2 separate regions of the Columba livia genome follow, and region 2 is linked to region 1. Evidence: chromatin contacts called from public Hi-C data. All regions are on one chromosome and are shown on one strand. The core of a region is the stretch at or near the end of the contact, and the rest is flanking DNA. Distances in the headings are between cores, read along the strand shown. Region 1 overlaps STARD9 (StAR related lipid transfer domain containing 9). Region 2 holds the start of STARD9 (StAR related lipid transfer domain containing 9).

Evidence for each region. Hi-C and Micro-C count contacts between places; a contact is called where the count stands out from the background.
Region 2: a contact with region 1 is called in a Hi-C map of liver, with 4 times the contacts expected there. The contact joins the promoter of STARD9 here to the enhancer-like site in region 1. A contact is called at or near these places in 2 of 2 Hi-C or Micro-C datasets (crop and liver).

What each region holds. Positions count from the first base shown.
Region 1 is chr5:39,969,621-39,972,320 of bColLiv1.pat.W.v2, forward strand. STARD9 (StAR related lipid transfer domain containing 9) reads right to left here. Exons shown (of 34, transcript XM_065065867.1): 8 at 297-366. Among named protein-coding and RNA genes, the nearest start is that of STARD9, 57 kb to the right of the region's middle. Within about 2 kb of position 1,346, at least 1 of the 3 cell types and tissues checked has an H3K27ac peak away from gene starts, as active enhancers do.
Region 2 is chr5:40,026,468-40,029,167 of bColLiv1.pat.W.v2, forward strand. STARD9 (StAR related lipid transfer domain containing 9) reads right to left here and starts at 1,410. Exons shown (of 34, transcript XM_065065867.1): 1 at 1,270-1,410. The coding sequence starts at 1,316.

The sequences.
Region 1 (2,700 bases), core at 96-2,595:
TGGACCAGATGACCTTTAAAGGTTCCCGCCAACCCAAACTATTAAGATTCTATTCTATAACTAACAAGTGAGATGAAAGCTATAGAGCCTAACGTGTCACAAGCATGTGCTGGCAGCTATGAATAATATGAAGGTACATCACATCTTATGTGTACATCATGTGCAAGATCAGCAAATCTGACATCCTGTCATGACAAAGCATTGGCAACACTGTCAGTAAAATAAATATCAATGAAAACAACACATGGTGAAAGAAGTGTTAAATAAAGATGGAGCTGGGTTGTTTTATAAAATACCTTTTAGCTATTCCTTCTTCTAGAAGTTCTACAACTTGCTTGTAGTCTGTAACTAAATGTTGAGTCAATCCTGCCAAAGATTTAAAGAGTTAAATGTACATTTTTCTCAGGAAGTTTCAGTCAGTTTTCCCAACCTTTTACCCAACATCAGGAACATAAGGATGTTCTGCTGGCTGCCAGTCTGTTCTACAAGTAGTCTCTCAACTAGAGTAACTATTTTCTTTTTAAAAAATAAAATAAAAAATTCCAGTCCATCCTCCAGATGCAGTGACATCAGTATAAAAAATGCCTTGTACCTTCAAACTACAGACCTTTTTCCAAATTGTCTGCAGAATAATGGTATTTTTAAAACAATATAACTGAAACTCCGTAAGAGTCACTGCTATGTCACTGCCACAAATTGGGTACAGAACCTGTAAAGAAGCTTTTTGCCATTGCCTCTGGATAGTTGCTCTGCTCATGCAACAGAATTAGGAACCAACCCACTTGAATATTTACCATTTACTTGACCAGTATTCAGCTCAAATAATTATATGAAACATCCGTCTTTTTCATATCTTTTGCTTTCAGGTTTTTGTTTGGTTGCTTGTTTTTTTTTGGTGTGGTGTTTTGTTTGTTTCTTTTTTGTTTTGTTTTGTTTTTAGGGGGTTGTTTTGGTTTGTTTTTAAATCTGATTTTATTGTTAAGGGAGAAAAAGCCCACTGAAAACAAAATGACAGAAACACTGCATTGCAGAGCCTGCTGAGTCGGAGTGGTGGTTGTGACGAACAGTTCCCTCCCGGCGGAGGGCAGTGTGCTGCTGCGCTGAGCCGCCTCTGCCAGCCCCTGCAAAATGCAGATGCCAGCAGACACAAAATTAACCTCAACAGGCTCGTATTTTACAGAAACCCAGTTTAATATGCCTCATTTGCATTTCATGGTGATGATTAGTCATCAGTTGTACTGCAGTGACTCCTAAAAAATCACCTGAGCTGTGAAGCAAGTCTTTGTCATACAATACCCAGTAAAACACTCCTTTGTGAAATGTTGTATCTCAGAGCCAGAATCCAGGGCTATTTCCTTTCCCCACATTGATTCAGGTTTGGGTAGTTTTATTGCAGGCCACAAAAGGGTGGATGGAGGCATAGTACTGAAAAAAGTGATTTATTTGCATCAAATAATTTATCTACTGCTAGAATGTACATCAAGATGAACATAAAATTCCACAAGACTGAAATAAGTAGTTCTGACATTGTTTGAGAGAGTCTATCCTCACACGATAACAGCTTGCTTAACTTCAAATGAAAGCAAAATCTAAGCCAAAGATGGGAATTTATTTTAATTTTAACAACTGACATACATAAAGAAAAAAAAAATTGGATCACACACAGTTTGAAAAAAGCCTTAACTGTGCTGTGCATGCATGCACACTCACGCACACACAAAGTATAAGACGATTTTCAAACAAAAGCATTTCTTCTGCTCTCTCGTGTCCCTTTACAATACATTAATTCCAGAAGTCATCATATTTTCCATTCAAGGAAGAGGCCCATTATGTTTCCAACAGCGCTGGGATCTTCAAAGCTCAGAATATGGAAACTATCACATATTGTTTTCCCAGACTCTTTTTCAGAATCTTATTTAACTGAATAAGAATCCAGTTATAAAATGGAAGCATGGATTAAATTCTACCTAGCTACATTTCTATAAATACTGCAATAGTGAATCTAGCACAGAGGTAAAAAATGTTTAGTTTTTCTTTAAGGTAAATGAAATATTGTTAATGTTGTTTGAAAAGAAATGACGAAGTGTTGTGATGGCTACTAAAAAAAAAAAAAAGTCATTTTCAAGAAATGGAAATATCAAAACCACTTGCTCATCTAGAAATCTGCCTTGGAGTAAGAAAGGATCTCTCCCAGAAATCTGTCTCAGAGTAACAAAATAGATTGCATCATTTCCTGATTTAAGAGAGGCCGATTCCTTAACAGTGCAACCATCTGTGAGGGAGAAGCTTGAAACGATTCCAACTCAAAGCACTGAATCCATTTCAGCATTTTAAAGGCTACAATCTTACAGCCTTTACATGGAAAAATGATGGGCTGGAAACTATTCCTAATACTTAGTGTTCAGAATTGGGACGTCCTGACCGGACTCGTAAATGGAAAATCCATTGCGCAGAGCATCTGAGCATCCTCAAAGGGGTTAAGTTTTCTGATTTTCCACTCTATGCAGTCTTCATCCTGTGCTCGCTGTACTCTGCATATCATTGACACCAACCACACAATTCACAAACTAACAGTACACTTGGAACCTCCTGATCAAGTCAGCAAACCTTAAAATTGCCAATGGCTTACAAGAATTATGATGCAAATACAGATGATAGTCCTTGACTCACTGCATCTACGGGAAATAATGGAAAATTTCT
Region 2 (2,700 bases), core at 160-2,659, 57 kb after region 1:
TATGTCACTGATTGCACAATGAAATACTTTCCCAAGTCAGACTTCTAAATACTTCCAGTCTCCACTAAACTCTGCAAGACTGAACCAAAAGGGTCCTACAGTCTGGATAACTTAGTGTCATTACCAAATTGCCATTTAATGTTAATGCTTAACACAGGATTTTTTAAACAGCTTTGAGTTAAAGGTAAAATATATTGCAAACACGTAAATTACTTTCCACCTTTCCCTTTTCTATTAACACTAGCAGGTTTGTTTTGGGTAGGTTTTTATGTTATTCAACACTCCCTGGTATATTTTCTTAAAAAAAAAAAATCTATATATATAGATATATATATATCTATATATATCTATATAGATCTATATAGATCTATATAGATATATATAGATATATATATACACACACACACACACACACAAATAAGAAGAGAAGAGTCCAAAATATGCTAGTGTGCAGCTGGCTGAATTACTAGACTAGTTTTCTGGCTGGGAAATTTTTGAAGAATCATTTTCTCTACTACATGAAAGAGTTATTTATCGCAGAACTCCATGCAGACAGACGACAACATGAGGGTCTCATGCTAAAAAGAAAGGCAGCATCAAATCAAAGATCAGCTCTCAGACCTCATACCCCTTTTAAAACCATTTCTGCCTGAAGTGCTATAGCACTTCTCTAACAGGAGGAGTAAATTACCAGCTACTGAAATTTGGGCTGCTTGCGTTTGTTCTTTATTTTCCTCCCCGAATTTCCAAAGTCTGCAAGGTTTTAATTATGCATTATATCAAAACAACACTAGAGCATTGTGCTACGGCATCTTCTTGTTTGTGGGAGTTGTCATTTAGCTTTTGGGATTTCCATTGGATCCAACAAGCCGGGGAGGCAGCGCAGCTGAGCGACAATGGGAATATCCGGCTCTGCCTCCCGCTGGAAAAAACAGCAACAGCAGAAGGGGAAGAGAAGATTCCCTTACACTGGATGACAATGATCCTATTTTGGGGAGCGCAGGATGAGGGAAGTCAGCCCAACAGCTCCAGTTGGGGGACTTTTGCAAGATAACTTTCCAAGCTATTTTAGTGACCCGGAGAAAAAAGTTCTGCCACTCCTTGTACTTTATCGTTAAAGCTCCCCAGCGCCTGCTGTCCCTCCCTCAGCCGCAGCTGAACCACCCCACAGCGGAGACAGGACAAGCGGCGCCCGATCACCCCTTCCAGCCGCCCCGCATCTGCCCCACTGCCGCGGCGACCGCGGCCTCCCTTCGTCCCCCTCCGCACCTTTTGCTCAGAGGTCGGACCCGCACGGCCACCTTGACGTTAGCCATGGCTCGGCTCACTCCCTGCAGCCGCGCCCGCCCGCGCCCCAGCCCCGCATCACGGCCCCGGCGCCCGGGGAGGAGCGGAGCCGCCCGCCCCGCCCCGCCGCGGAAGGAGGGCCCGACCCGGCCCGGCCCAGGCACCCCCCGCTGGGGGAAGGGAAACGTCCCGGGCGGAGAGGAGGGGCTTCGGGAAAACTGCCCCCGGGGCAGCCTCCCCAGCACCCAAACCGGCTTTTTACGTCCGGGAGAGCGGGAGCTTCAGACCAAGAGGCTTAAAATGGCCAGGGGTACTCCCGCTCCCCCGGCAGCACCACCACCAAAGTCTCATTTACGGCAACATAACCCGGCTTTTACTTCAGAGTTTAGTGTCGATGGTCCTGTTATAGACGCGTGCTGCCATTCTCACCAGGGACTACCCCCGAGAAACCAATTTGTTTCAGAAATAGAAGACTGCCAGCCTTACCCTGCATACGTTCGATCACGTTTCTTCCCCTAGTAACGTGCAGGCAATCGGAAAACCAGCACTATTTAAAGTGCAAAGCAGTCCACATTTAATCAGTTTGTCAGTAATTTAAGGAAGGTAAGCATCATTTCCTTACTAGTGCTAAATGAAAGCTCTCAAGTGTTTTAAATTCCTTTGAAAACCTCCAGTCTTTAAATGGGTTGAATGTATTTTGCAAGATAAAATTTTGAAACTTCCAAAGAATCATGATTGAACTCAATGTCAAACTGTTCCACAGGTAAACATTTCCCACCTAGAGAAAAAAACCACGAAAAGGTTAACAAAATTGCTTTTACAGCATTGCCTCTGTCAGCTACCACCATGGTGAAGATGTGGGAGCAGGCAGCATTACCTGTATGTATGAACAAGATGCCAGGCTCAATAGGCAATTCCCATTTGTTTTTTTTTTTTTTTTGCCAGTGCCATAGCTCATTTTTAACTGGATGCTTTCTGGTTTTCCATTTCAAAAATACAAGAAACCCTGAACTATGTCTGAATATCACATAGGTGTGCTTTACAGTTCATTTAAACATCTTCTGTTTAAGTTGACTTTTAACTGTAGTATTTATTTGTACTTCAAGTACAGTTCTCCTCATGAGACAGCTTGCCTTAGCTCCAGAAACCTTAAATTTAAATGAAAAAGATACAATACAGAAACGTTCCAGAGTAAAGTATGGGATGGATCCTTCAGACCAATGCTTTTCCCTATTTATGACCCACCACAGAAATGATAAAATTAATACCTACAAGCTGTGAATCACTGTTTATTTCAATAGATTTATCCCTTTAATCATACTACAGAATGAATTGCTATGTCAATGGCAAATGGTATTAGCTAAACTCTATCATCTCCACAGTCAACTCTCCAATAATGAACCCAGTAAAAGA